4 separate regions of the Zea mays genome follow, and regions 2, 3 and 4 are each linked to region 1. The links are chromatin contacts, called in public Hi-C maps. All regions are on one chromosome and are shown on one strand. Each heading gives the region's core, a stretch centred on a gene start, on an enhancer-like site or on the middle of the called end of the contact. The rest is flanking DNA. Distances are from core to core; before and after follow the strand shown. Region 1 holds the start of LOC100282675 (protein binding protein). Region 2 holds the start of LOC103641195 (pentatricopeptide repeat-containing protein At4g30825, chloroplastic). Region 3 holds the start of LOC100277968. Region 4 holds the start of LOC100282376 (apospory-associated protein C).

Region 1 (3,646 bases), core at 735-3,234:
GCCATCACTCCACATCACTCTCAATTGGTATAATCTTCACTCTTATTACTCATACCAATGGGGAGAAAGTAAAAAGGGCTCTCAAAAGACTCCGTTTTTGGCGATTAATGTCAAAGGGGGAGAAATATTAAGCCCAAAGCAAAAGGACCGCACCACCACCAATATCAAAATTTTCAAAAAAAATTCAAATTGGTATCTAGATGAATGATCTTTTTCAATTGGTATTTACAAAAATTAGTAAAACCCTCTTGAAATCTAAGAGGAGAATTTCATTCAGGGGGAGTTCCATTTTAGTCAAAGGAAAAGCATTTGAAACAGGGGAGAAAATTTCAAAATCTTGAAAATGCTTCTCGAAATCTTATTTACATACCTTTGACTATTTGCAAAAAGTCTTTGAAAAGATTTTCCAAAAGAATTTTCAAAAACAAAACAAGTGGTGCAAATGTGGTCCAAAATGTTAAATAAAAGAAACCAACCATGCATATCTAGTAGAAATTAAATATTGGTTTAATTCCAAGTAACCTTTGCACTTACCCTATGCAAACTAGTTCAATTCTTCACTTATACATTTGCTTTGGTTTGTGTTGGCATCAATCACCAAAAAGGGGGAGATTGAAAGGGAAATAGGGCTTAAACCTTTTCCTAATTGATTTTGGTGGTTGAATGCCCAACACAAATAATTGGACTAACTAGTTTGGTGGCCGGGGGTAGGACCGAACTTTGGACCACCTACCCCCGGACGGGCCTATAAATACCCCGTCCTGTAGTGGGATGGGACATGCATAACGAGAAGCTACAGTTCCCACCAGTCGTCGTGTCAGTCTCTCATGCTCTGTCTTTGTCTCTGAGTGCTTGGGTCCGGCGTTCTGTGAAGATTAAGGTTCGAAAAGTACAACTAAGGCTAAACTACTCCTAGATCTAATGCATAAGGTAATATTGGTTTGATAGATCGATTGTTGTATGTTTCAATCGATCGTGCCCCTTCATATATATAGGAGAAGGTCTGAATCCGTTCTTAGGCTATTTCCAACAACTTCTCCTGAGATTCATTAGGACAATCACAATAGAGAGACGAACTATCACATGGACTGTCTGGCCCATACGGCCAGACCATTCGGTAGTACAGGTACCAAATCTGGTGCTCGATAGCGTGTGACCCAAGCACATCTCTAACACAGGACCATGCCTGCCAAGCCTGCATAACACTAGACTAGGATGGATTTAGGTCGTGCTTACCTTTGATCACATCACTTGGAGACACAAAAAGTTCCCTTCATTGCTCGATATGTCTTTAGGGATAGAGTACATTTAGACCAGGCCTAGTGGGCTGGTCTGAAGCGCGAAAAAAGCACAGTATGATCTAAAATAATTTTGGGCCGGACCAGCCCTGTCCGATGTATTGAGGCGGCTTTGGTGGAGGTCGTGGCCCATGGGCAGGCACAAGCACGACTTGTTTATAGGCATGATAAAAACATTTACATGCACGAAAAGATCCACATTGATTTGGCCATCTGCTCCTAATTATATAAAAACCATTCGGTCTAATTTGACCAGCCTCATGTCTAATCATGAAGACGAGGTATCAACCCTCCATGGTTTCACGTTCTTTGATTTTTTTTGATTTATGAAGCTTGAAATGTTAACATTTATTAAATGTAATATCTGTTTTAAATATCGAGCTCTGATATTAATTTCAGGATTTGTTTTCAGACTACATAATTTGACATAATAATTAATTAGGTTGTTTTCCATCTAAATTATTTAAGCTCGATAATCTGGAAACAAACATGCCTATATTTCCACGGATGAAAACTAATTGGTAGATGCTAGATAGACGGCGAAAATGCGGACGACTTACACAGCACTATGGCTTCGTTTGACATGACGTGGCAGGCACACCGTCCGCGCCACAAACCAAGTATGCGACGGGGCCGCGTAGGGTCCCACCGTCAGTGGGTGTCCCATGGAGCCCAGTCAGCACTTGGCGCCGCCGCCGCCGCCGCGACCCCACCTTCCCTAGGCCTATTTGGCTTGTTCCCTTCCCTGCAATGGCGGGAAGGAAGACGCCTCTCTAGATTGGATCGAATTCCTTCGTTTCTCTCCTCACCGAGGACGGCGGAGAGAGACGAGGAGGAAAGGCCCGGCGCGACGGAGAAGGTTCGGATATTTCTCTCCTTCCTCCTCCGCTCTCACTCGTCGTTATTGGAGGTCGATGAGGGACGGACGGACGCTGCTTTATTTGACCGCCGATTGTTCTCTCTTCTTACGTTGAATCAGCCTCGCGGAACCCGTTAGGCCGTCCGTATGTCCTGTTGCCGTTGTGGGTGGGGTTTGCGTAATTGGATTGCGAGCCGATTGATTGATCTCTGATGCCTCTTTTGTACCTCAATTCTCATATTGGGGGTCGGCGATGCGAACAAACTGATTCCATATTCCTCTGATTATTACTTAGACGAGGAGGGGTTCCCTTTGTTTTAGGCGATCGACTATCGCGGCCGAATTTGTTTGGTTGTCTTTTTCTCCTTGTTCCATCTGTTAGACGGAGCTAGGATCGTTCTCTAGCCTCGGCCGTCCTCTGTAATGTAGGATCATATTATTATCAATAATCAATCTGTCACCGTCGACCCGGCGATCCTTGGAGGATTGGTTGATGCCAAAACAGCAGCGGGCATTTCGATCATTCATCGGTCCTTTCTGCTGCCCGCTTTATTTGACTCTTCGGCCACATATAAACTTTGCGATCGGCGGAGGAAAATCGGCCCGATTATAGCGTTCTCCTTGACGCCAGAACAAGAGGTCCTCAATTTCGATTCTTATCTAGCAATCCCATTTTTTTTCTGAAGAACTATTTCCCAGAATTGGGGCCAGGTGGACAGTTTGAGAATTTTTTTGGCTTCTTCTCCTATGAGTACTAAATTTCTGTCAGTTTGTGTACCCTATATGCTGTGGCAACTACTATTTAGATTTTCTCTGCTTTTTCTGCATCTTCGTCGTAGTTTAGAACTTTAGATGTATCACATAGTCTACGGGTCACGTTTCAATTGTTCATCTACAATGCTTGGCGTGCTAGTGGGTGTATAAGTGGATTCACCTTTCAGCCAAAGGCAATAATGTCAACTAGAAAGGGAGGTAGGGGCACCAGGCTACCAGTAACTTTATTTCTGTTGGTTTTTCATCCTCCCATACGCTTTACGGTTGTGGGAAGCACCTCAATACCTAATTCATGTGTAGAGTTATTCATATAGGATTTACCTAACTGGGTGTTACTTTTGAATATGCCATTGATTTGCCCATTTGTACACACGCAGGCGTCAACGTCAATTTGGTTGTGCTGGTTCAGTTTTGTCAGAGCTCTTTTTCATTCTTGCAAGCAAATTTCCGCAGGTACTGTTCAATGGTCGCTTGCTTGTATTTTTCCTTTCCTATATATTTCACCTCTGGCCTACAAGTTTTGATGTCCTGGTCTCAATGTGGGAAATACCTTGTTTCATCTTATCATTTACTCTTCCTTCTAAGGCTGCCAAGTTTTGCACACAAAAGTAGGATTGATCAGATGCTTCTGAGTTCTGGGTAATGTAGGTTTAGTAATATCTCTTCTCCATCTTTGTTGGTTATAAGCATCACTTGCAGTTTTGCACCTTTTGAT
Region 2 (3,646 bases), core at 531-3,030, 220 kb after region 1:
ATCGTCGTCCCCCGGGTAGCCGGCATATGGCAAACAATTCAACTAAAAAACACAGTTCAACCTAACATTTGAACCGCGGATATCCCAACTCCTCATGGCCTCCGTCTTCGGCACATACTTTCCTACAATCTTCGTGGCCTCGACCTCCACTTCACACACAAATGCGGTCGGGTTCCGACCGCGTAAATCCACCACAAAGGCAGGACTTCGCACCAACTGGTCGCCCAGGGTTGGCATCCGACGGTGGCACACGTCGCCCAGTACCCAACCTTGTGCCAAGGGCCACACTCCATAGCCGATAAATTCCTCAACCAAGTCGTGCCCGCTACTCAAGCGGGCAGCATATCGAAGGGCCCCTTCGTCCTCGTCTTCCTCCGCCACCTCGAATCGAGGGAACGCCACATAGTAGTGTGAGCACAGAATGGCCGGAGAGAGGCCAGGCAGGTCTTTGATATCACCAGGAGCCATATAGAACCAAAAATCCCACTAGTTGCCCCATTTGTTCCTAGCACAAGGGACTATCTCCACGACTTCAGCCGAAGTCTTCCCAGTCCTCAGCGTGAAGGTGCACGATCCAAATTGTGCTATCTTATTTCCTATTTTTCTTTTCTGCCAATGCAGGCAATAATTCTTGGTGAAGACCTCCACAGACGGCTGCCCGCCGTAGAAAGTAACCGCCCAAACATACTTCGCCAACGCAACCACGACGTTAGGCGTCAACTGGTGGACCTGCACTTCGAACCTTCGCAACACCTCCACCACGAATTGATGTGCCGGGAGGCGAAGACCGTCGACAAAAAAGTCCTAAAACAACCAACTCGCCTTCAGGCTCGGGGATCTCCTCTGCACCCGGTGCCCGCCTGACGCCGTCACCAAAGTAACCAAGTCGCTGCATCTCCAGCACGCGGACCAAGGAAATCCTTGACGTACCGAACTCCACAGTATTGCCAGGCTGCAACTCCATCACCGCCAAATCGCTCAAAGACTCCTTGGACGACGACATGGTAGGCGGCGCACTCGTAGCAGACGAAGAAGAAGACATTGCAACGTACCGTCGGCAGCGGCGCGCGGTCTGCTTGATGCGGGCCAGATTTCTGAAGCAGGAGAGCAAGGAGGACAGACGAGTTTACAAAAGCTAGGGTTTCTACTGCGCAAACGCAAGCCGGAAACAGGCCCGGCCGCGGTCGGCTTTTTTAGGCGCGACGCCTCGAGAAGCATGCAGTCCAACAGTAACACATCCATCAACGGTCACATTTCAAAAACCCCCGCGGTACCACTTCGAGCGAGGGCAACGTCTTCACCATCTAACGGCGGTCTTCGGCACCAGCTGACTTAGTCGAACTGGTCCCTCGGAGGGCAAATGTTGGGGCGAAGGCGAATACGCCACCCTTCGCTATACGACTTCGTCCTCTCATTGCGCACACGAAGGCTAAATCCACAGAACACACCAGAACAAGCCGAGGGTGCCGACCGGATGGAGGCCTGCGCGACCCCCTTCGCTCTCGTGTTGCAAGACGAAGGCCCTACCGATATCTACGGACCTCCCGCTCCCTCACCACCGGGGGGCATGTGTGATTCGGCCCAAAGTGATGGGCCCCGCGAGGACAAGTGTGATAAGGGTCGTGTCTGTAATAAGGTTTACCTTAATGACTATCTGTAACCTCCCCTCGTGGGAATATTCTAGGGATAAACCAGGTACTCGAGGGTCTAAACGTCTTTGACATGGACAGACGACCCCTCGAGTACCTATAAATACCCCCGGACAGTGCCCAGGCACGGAGGAGATTAACGAAGCTTTTGACATTCCGTGCTAAACTTTGCAAACACACTTTTCACTTTTCCGTTGGATCAACTTACCTAGAAAGGCGGGTTCCAACAATATAGTAGTTGGTATAGAGTTGAGATATAGAATAAACATGACTGCAGATGATTGTGGTATATGGTAAACAATTTTGTTGGCAAAGATGAAATATTTTTTTAGAGTTGAAATTTAGAGTAGTATGTATGTGGATATCCTATATGAGCAGGTTTCTGTAGCGAATGGAAGAGATTTGTCCAGCAGCATTTTCGTTGCCTACCTGGCATGTGGGTAATCTGGACCATCCATCCCCTATCGTCTGCCGCACCACCCAAATCGCAAACCTGTTCAAAGCGCCGGATAGCAGTCTAGCACGCCACTCCACAGTCCACAGTCGATCTCCGACGTCACTTTCACGCCTCACGCGGCGGCCGCGTCATCAAATCTCATCGCTCGGCCGCTCTCACAGTCACAGCTGAATCCTCTCGCAGAGCCACCACGGGAGCTGAAGTCGTCCCCTCCCGCAGTCACCCCCAAGCGAGACCACTCCCACCTCCTCCACTGGCGTCTAGCCGGTGGCTGCTGCTGGTGCGCTACGTCACTGGCTCGGGGGGCTCGGCGCACCTTGTGATGAAGGGAAGGCGGCAGTCAGTGGTCCGGCGCATGTACAAGGCGCTCCTGTTCCTCGTCGCCGACCTTGTCCTCGAATCCGCAGGTCAGCACGGTTTCCATCCCCTCCCCTCCCCTCTTGGTCTCCCCTTCTGCCGTTCTGCGTATCTGCCAAGCGATTTCAAATTAGGCACTGCCGGTGAGTGGCCTAGAGCTGGGCGGCGCCCTCTGTTTACTGTTGCACCGCCGGTCTGATGCGACTCATCGTCAGCAGCCTCATCGCCGGCGTTGTTGCGTTGGGGCGCGCAGATAGCCCGTTGAGGCCTTGTACCCTCGAGAGGTGGCGCGGCCCTCCTTTTCCGTCCTCCGCTGGGCTGGTACTTGGTAGCAGAGAGTTGAGATCGCTGGATTAATCTTTGTTTTGCTATAATGTGCAGGACTCCTTGGTTGAAACTCATGCCATTTGTGAATCAGAATGGCTGCTCTGAGGATTCAAACCTCAGCTGGTCCTCCCGAACTCAGAAGGCGCAATCTTGCTAGCAACCCAGTCCATGTGGGGCTGGATTTGGTCGGGTTTAGTTCCTGGATGTTGCCGGTGGGTGACCACTGGTGTGCAGGCAGCGCAGCCGTCACAAGCCATGGTGTTGGATATGTTGGTGCTGGGAGGAAGAACTGTCACAGGGCATGCTTGAAGAATGGTGTGGTCTGCTCTTTCGACGATAGTGGTGTCAGGGTGTCTATGCTGTGTTCATCTCTTCCATCTGAAGATGTAAGTTTCAGCAGCAAAATGTCATTAGTTAATTCAACAGGCTTTGCACAGAAGAAGAAAGGGAGTAAGGTATGGCGAAGATCCCAGGGTGGTAAGAAATTGGTAAGGCATAGAGCTCCGAAGCATGGCCTGGGAAAGGACAGACATGGTCACAGATCTTCAGTTAAGGATGATGATACCGATGCAGTTTTGTCTGGTATAAGCAAGGAGTCCAGCATTGAAGAGTGCAATTCTGCTCTGATCCGTCTTGAGAAGCTCAGCGATGAGAAGGCTCTTAAGTTCTTTGAGTGGATGAAGGTTAGTGGCAAGCTAAAGGGAAACACTCATGCATATCACCTAGCTCTTAAAGCCATTGCCTGGAAGGAGGACTGGAAGATGGCTGAACTTTTGCTTCATGAAATGGTTGCTGATTCGGACTGCGCATTGGATGCTCGAGCATTTAACGGACTGATATATGTTTGTGCTAAAAG
Region 3 (3,646 bases), core at 732-3,231, 200 kb before region 1:
TAGTGTAGAACTGTAACTTTAGCTAAGAAAATATTTTTAGTATTTCACAACAAATGTCTGCAAGGGCCTCATAGGATTAGGGTTTAGGGTGAGGAGGAGAAGGGAAAGAGCAGCAGCCACCATTGTGTATTTAAAAATTCCCAAACCAAGCCAGAAACTAAAAGCTTAAAAGTCACACTACGTGTTATTCCATATTACACAATACATGGATCCGTCGTGTGCACTAAAAAAATCCCAAACCAAGCTGGAAACTTAAAGCTAAAAATGTCACACTACGTGTTGTTTCATATTTACACAGTATAGGGATGAGCACAGACAAGACAACGCAGCAGAGGATCTTCCCAGTCGATCTCGAGTTGAAGCCAGCGGAGCCCAGATCTAGAAACTGCGCCGGACGAATACCAAAGCAAACAACATCGATTCAAGGAAGGTAACATTTTTTGTGCCTATTTTTCCATGTGAGAAAATGTTTAGCTGACATGAGAAAATAGGGGACCAAATGGATTGATATTGAAATAAAATACCACCACACATACACTAAGTCAGGAGTGCTCCAAAAATACCAAACCAAACCCTCGCTTTTTACTCCGTTCCAATGCCATGACACACACTAGAAGTGCCCAAAAAATCCCAAACCAAATCTTTGTATTTCATGCACTTCGCTTTTCCCTAGGGAAAAAAACTGAACCAAAACCCTTGCGTCGCTAGGACTAGGAGCAGAGCAGGGCACAACAGAGCAGATTAGCCGCTTACCTGGACCGTTGCAGCGATGGCGGCCGGATCCGGAGTCCAAAGCAGCAACCGCTGTCGCCGGAGCCGTGGGTGGGCAGGGATGCTTGGGGAGGGAGGGAGGGAGCGTGAGTCGCATGAGACGCAGGATGAAGAGAGAGAGAGGATGTGAGGAGGAACGAAGTGTCACCTAGAAGCCTCCAGATAAGACACATGGGCGCACGAGAGAGCATGGGAACCAACGATTGAACGACTAAGGCCCTGTTTGTTTCAACTTATAGATTATATAATCTATAATATAATTTAGATTATATAATCTGGATTATTTGCTCTGGATTAAATAAGCTAGGTGCTGCTGTTTGTTAGCTCAGATTATTTGGACTCGGCTTATTATTCATATGCATACAAATATAATAATACCCTTGATTGTTTTAATTGTCTGGTGGGTGAGAACGCTTATGGATAGGTGGATGGCAATTGGAAGTAATTTTAATCAACTTGCCATGGGTAGTGGGTCTTTCATAAAAAATAAGCTGAAATAAGCACCCTTTGATGAGCTTATAGGATTATCATAATCTCAAGTGCTAGATTATATAATCTTATCAGATAAGTTGCTTGTTTGTTTCCTCACTAGCTTATTTACATTGGATTATATAATCTATATAGATTATAATCTCAAACAAACAGGGCCTAAGATAATTCGACTGACGTGGATGGTCTATCATGCCCCGTTTCCTTCCTGCTTTAATAATAAAGAAAAGAAATAAGTGAGCATTGAAGCTGTCCTTACAACACCATTTGTACACACGGTGAAAATTTCAGATGCGTGGGTCAGTAAACATGGCGCCTATCCGTCCATGTAAAAATAAAAAAAAGTAGTAGAGACACAAAGGATCATGACGTCTATGGACTCGGCTCTATGAACCTGAGAACATTTGCCAGCCATCGGATGAAAAGCAGGTTTCGCCCATGAAGATAATTTGGGACGGACAGCATCAGATCGCTCATCAGTGGTGGTGGTGGTGATAGAGAGAGATATTTTGGGAGGAGCGAAGGAAACTAGCTGCGCCCACTCCCCAGCGTGTACGTGTCGGCGCGACGGCGGCAGGCGCCAACCACGTGCACCTGGAAACCCGGCAGGTCGCAAGCGTCGCGAGGGAGGCCACAGGCCCCACAGCCCGCAGGCCGCAGCGGCCGGCCTAAGTGCCTAACCCTGCCCCACACACCCCGCCGACCGCAACGAACGAAACCCACCGGATAAAACCGCCTTGCCTGCGCACTGGTGCCTGCGGAAACTGCGACTCCTCCTCGGTCCTCGCAGACGATTCACCCCGCACCGCGAGCGAGGAGAGGAGCCTGGCCGCGAGGGCGTCGACGCTGATGGCGGCGTGGTGGCGGAGGAAGGTGGTGCCCTGCGCGCGCCGCGCCTGGGCCGCCCTCGCCGCGCGGCTCCGCGCGCGTAAGCCTGGTCAGTTATTACCGTGCCCCCTCCTCTTGCCTAACCCCCCCTGTCGTTTCGTTCTGCTGCGTATGCGTGGTCGTGAAGAGGATCGGGGCGAGATCGTCCTGCTCTGGAATCGCGTGTCTGTTCTGTTTCTGTTTGGGGGTGGGTGGGCTGGTTTTAAACCCTGTTCTTATTCTCTTCATCGAAACAGGGGTTTCATCTCCACCAAACATATACACGCATGGTTCGAGAATTAGAGCGTGCTCGTCTCTAGAATTCCCTTTCAGCGATTCAGTTTTTACAGCTCTGTCGCCGTTAGTAGGACCCATGCTGTTCTCCTTGAAAATCGGCCAATGTCACGCCGTTTGTCCTCCCCTAACCTCGACCGGAGGAGCAAGACGTCGAGCACTCTGCCCGCCCGCCCAACCGGATGTCTTCCTCCGTCGGCTCGGCAGCGCTCCCGATCGCCTCGCTCTCCGCTCCTCAACCCACCGCCGCCGCCGGTCCGGCCGCCGCCCGAGGCCCTCTGCCCCTGGCAATGGACCGACCGCTGGGTCGCGCGCCCCGAGCTCCGTGCGACTGTCGCGTCGTAATAGAGTTTATTACACGTTACTATTACTTAGGAGTATTAAAAACAACCGAAGGGGTTATTGGTGATGGGTACTACAGAGTACAGAGGAGGCCATAAAACAGGGGCCTGCAGGGCACTGGCGCTCTCAATTGCAGGGCAACAGAACAGAGGACGGCACGGCAATCCCCTCCCTGTCCCCGGGATCTTGTTGCTTAGCAGCAGCACGAAATCTGGACGATATCGACTTGAATGGCCGCCGCGCCGCGTGGCCTCACCACGAGGCACGCGGGGCGTACCCTCCCCTGTCCCCACAGGCCCACATACACACGCCGCATGATGCTGCCTTGACATATAAGCCCTGCTACCATTGACCTCTAGCGCCACACACAGGTGGACCATGGCCGCCGCTGCCTTTGCGTTGAATGTCGCCATCGGTCCATGTGCTGGCTTAAATATCTTGTGCCTTTAGATACGTACCACACCATTGGAGCACCGGAACTGTGTAAGCTTGAAAGATTTACCATAATTCTGTCCACAATCCACATCCTGCCCCGAGCGAGATACTATGAGAAATTCTAGATGGACCCATCCTTTGGAAACCAACCAAACTGAGCTCCAGATTAAATCCAGTTGTTCGAACTACTACAACTATAATTTATATAATTTATAGAGATAAAATACCGTAAAAACAATAAAAACTGATTAAAACCAAACGGATAAGCTGACCGTCGTGACCACAGTTCAAAAAGCTACTCCGTACAAATGGGCACCGTACCTCGGCAGTGAAGCTGCGGATGGCCCAAGAGCATGATTACTCATGGGGGAAGTTTCTTAAAATCTACTCACTCCATTCCAAAATATAATTTGTTATATAATTCGTTTTAGATTATAATTATAGTTTG
Region 4 (3,646 bases), core at 614-3,113, 170 kb after region 1:
AGCAGATCAAAACTTGACATATAAATCTACTATTCCAGCATTTAAGTGGAACACGACATAACAAGGGCAGCAATACAAAAATCAAGGAGACAACCAGATGGCATGCGTTAAGAAAAGGTTAACTCCAAAACAGATAAATATCTGGATGTGACATATGCACCAACACAACTTTTTATCCACATAACTGATATACTGATATGTCAATTGCAACCAACAGAGCATGTACCTTGCTGCTGAGGAAAAGCAAGTCTTCCCCATTGTCATTCTTCCATGATGTTACTTGACCTCCATAAAGATAAATCTAAAAACAGTACAGAATTTATTATCTAGTTATACTACAACCAAATTGTAAACAAAGCATGATAAGAATAAATACATAGGACATGGTAGTATAACACTAGTCGCATGTTGTACTCAATGGCTATAGTACTCACTATTCTATTATCTCTACTTCTAAAGCATCAGTTTCGATGGTCATCCTGCGTCACACGCGAAGCGTGTAGGTCTATTCTACTCTCCCTGTCAGTGGGCCCTCTATAGATAGGTTGTAAAACCCACCCAAGTCTCCAATAGTGGGTCGTTACGCCGCAAATGGGTCGTTATAAACCATCCAAGCCCAACATGACAAGAAACTGCACGGTGCACGCACCGTAGCGCTCCCACATAGTACCACTCCATTAACTAAAAAAGAACAAGCGACCGAGCGAGCTATAAAAAAGGGATTAGGCTCCTTTTCAACGCATACTTTCTAGACCTTTCGGCTAAGATAAAGTGTAATATTTGTTCTTGTGTCGTTGCAACGCACGGGTATTATACTAGTGACTTTTTAAGATAGACCCAAAAGAATGTAAATACTATCAACAAGTCACAGAACCGTCGTTTCAACTTATCTATAATGCGGATTTTACAGGGTTGAAAAGATTTAACTATGCACACCTCATACATATAAAAAAGCTAAACCAACTAAGAAGAAACCATTTTATTCAGATAGATCATTTTGTTGATATAAATAACAACATATATGAATATTTTCGCCCATAATGTAACTACAACATACGAACAAATTGTAATTGCCCCTACAAGTCTATAAAATCCAGTGTTGCCACTAAAACGTCCTTCAGTTGTACCTTCCTAATACTTAACACTGTATTGCAGCACCCAAACGTTGGATAAATAATCCTAGCGGTTGCTGTGAAACACTAACCACACATCCTCCCAGCGCTATACTGCTTCCTAAAGCATATTTGGAAGGTTCAAACCTTGGCGTGAAAACTAAAAACCCTCGAATTCCATGTCCCCAACACGCGGATCATGCAATGCACTAATAAGGATCCAAACAGGTCCGGGACACTAAAAACCTCATCAATTCCCGCCAAACCCCCCGCGGATCAGCAGAATTCCCACCGGATCTGCGCCAACTGCGCCAAAATAGAAACGAATCGCGGCCCTGCGCCGCACGCGCCCAAGCACACTGCAGTCGTATGCACAACCATACAAACGACGAGAGGTATCGGAGGAAGTGGGTGAGCGAGGCCGAAAACGTGTACCTCGGCACAGCAGTTGCGAGCGCCGCGAAGCACGACCTTCTCGAGGCCGGAGGGGCCCTTGACGAGCTCCGCGAACGGCGACGGCAGCTGCATCAGCGGGGACGGTGAGGCGGCGGCACTAGCTGCGCCGGAGGGGGCAGGGGCGGCCATCACTCGGCTCGCCCAGGCAACGGGGAGCTGGGACCCTAACCCTAGCCTTCCACTTCCGGGTCTCGCCTCTCCTGCTTTTCGGGGGTTTATTTGGCGGAGAATGGGAGCTGAAGCGGAGGAAATAAATGGGAGAGGAAATGGGAAAGGGTCGAGGATATTTATAAGGGACGCGACGGAGAAGAAGGAAGGTGCCGATGCTGTGTTCCGGTTCTTGAATTCGGCAGAATCCGGCGGTATCCGTAGACAAGGTGTTTGGGAACAAAGTTTTACCGAGTAATATTGTGATATTATATACTTTGACGTGTTTCAAAACTTATCTAAAATAATCTAAAATGTCTGTATACTAAATTATAAATTATAATATTATTAGGGATGTTTGAATTTACTAGAACTAAATTAGTCGAGACATCCAAACAGTCTAGATAATATTTCAGCTATTAGCTACTTTTAGCCGGTAATAAGTAGTTAGCTAATTTTAATAGCAATTTATAGTCAACTAACTATTATCTCTAGTGCATTCAAACACTCCCTTAATACTGCATAGTCTAATACTCGTGCGTTGCGACGGTATCCAACTATATTTTATATTATTGATTGGGTGACTAAGCGACACTTGAAAGTTTTAATGGACCATCCACATAAAAATACTCATAATAAATGAATTTAGGGGGTGTTGGATGCACTAGAGCTAATAGTTAGTGACTAAGGTAGTGTTTGGTTGAAGAGTCAAGTAGAACGGAACCGTTCTGTCCTAGTTTTGTTGTTGTTTGGTTACAAAGTAACTAGAATGGAATGACTCCAATTAGGGAATATTCTCCTCAGATCCGGAACCATTCCGCTCCAAAAAATCAATGGAACGGAGCCGCTCCGTTCCAATCTCACTCTCACAGTCACGCTCCGTTCCGTTCACTCTGCAACCAAACAAAAAAACAGAACCGCTCCGTTCCAGATTACCAAACACAGAACAGAGCGGCTCCGTTCCTAGATAAGGGATGGAACGGCTCCGTTCTACTTGGCTCCTCAACCAAACACTACCTAAAATTAGTTGGGACATTCAAACACCTTATCTAATAGTTCAACAATTAACTATTTTTAGTAAATTAGTTAATAGTTAGCTAGCTAATTCCACTAGCAATTTTTTAGTCAACTAACTAGTTAGCTAATTATTAGCTTCATCATGCCCAACTTGACCTTTAACGTATCCACCTACCAAGCACAAAGAGTTATAAGAGCTCAAGAACACATATAGATTTAGAGTGGTTCGGACCACCGGAGCGTAATACCTACTCCACTAAGTTGTATTGTTGAGAGGTTGAGAAAGCCTAGGTCTCGATGGAGATGTCTCCGAGGAAGTTTGAGTGAGGATGTCCCCCACCCCATGTAGCTCATGTGCCCTTCCTTTTATAGCCTAAGGGAGGCACGTACATGGACACTAGGCCCCAATTGGTGGGCCCAGGAAAAATAATAATATGGAGCGGTACATGCAACAATGGGTTGAGATCTATCGATGCGGTGAGCAGCTATCTTCTCTTGGTCACTGTGCCGATTTTTTGCCCAGATTTATCTTCGCCCTGTCTTGTCGACGTGTGGGTGAAGGCTCTGGTGTAGGCTGTGGCGTAGATTGACATGTCGACGTGCGTAAGGGGAGTACATGGACGGTGTCGTACTATCTCCTCCGCTTGTCTCCTTTGCCTATCTCTGTAGCAAGAATAGTAGAAGTCATGATGAGGGCTGCCAATGTGTGGCGCAGAGAGTCAATGGTCTTGCCTCGGTAATGCATTGGTTACTTACACGGACCATGCCATGTGGACTGCACACGTTAACTACTTGTCACACTCGGGTTTCGGGGGTACCAAGACCCGGGCGCGAAATAATCACCAGGTGTGCTAGGACCAAGTCTTACACATATGATGACCCATGGTACAGAAACGAATGTCACAACATTAATA

What was found. A called contact is a pair of places that touch in the nucleus more often than the background predicts.
Region 2: a Hi-C map of tassel shows a contact between it and region 1, with 2.3 times the contacts expected there. The contact joins the promoter of LOC103641195 here to the promoter of LOC100282675 in region 1. A contact is called at or near these places in 2 of 25 Hi-C or Micro-C datasets (ear and tassel).
Region 3: a contact with region 1 is called in a Hi-C map of leaf, with 6 times the contacts expected there. The contact joins the promoter of LOC100277968 here to the promoter of LOC100282675 in region 1. A contact is called at or near these places in 4 of 25 Hi-C or Micro-C datasets (bundle sheath, ear, leaf and 1 more).
Region 4: a Hi-C map of leaf shows a contact between it and region 1, with 6 times the contacts expected there. The contact joins the promoter of LOC100282376 here to the promoter of LOC100282675 in region 1. A contact is called at or near these places in 4 of 25 Hi-C or Micro-C datasets (ear, endosperm, leaf and 1 more).

The regions. Positions count from the first base shown.
Region 1 is chr10:71,078,215-71,081,860 of Zm-B73-REFERENCE-NAM-5.0, forward strand. It overlaps LOC100282675 (protein binding protein), which reads left to right and starts at 1,985. Exons shown (of 6, transcript NM_001412162.1): 1 at 1,985-2,157; 2 at 3,309-3,384.
Region 2 is chr10:71,297,288-71,300,933 of Zm-B73-REFERENCE-NAM-5.0, forward strand. LOC103641195 (pentatricopeptide repeat-containing protein At4g30825, chloroplastic) reads left to right here and starts at 1,781. Exons shown (of 2, transcript XM_008664562.3): 1 at 1,781-2,513; 2 at 2,845-3,646. The coding sequence starts at 2,883.
Region 3 is chr10:70,878,432-70,882,077 of Zm-B73-REFERENCE-NAM-5.0, forward strand. LOC100277968 reads left to right here and starts at 1,982. Exons shown (of 2, transcript NM_001165542.2): 1 at 1,982-2,197. The coding sequence starts at 2,110.
Region 4 is chr10:71,250,412-71,254,057 of Zm-B73-REFERENCE-NAM-5.0, forward strand. It overlaps LOC100282376 (apospory-associated protein C), which reads right to left and starts at 1,864. Exons shown (of 9, transcript NM_001155287.1): 1 at 1,548-1,864; 2 at 227-301. The coding sequence starts at 1,697.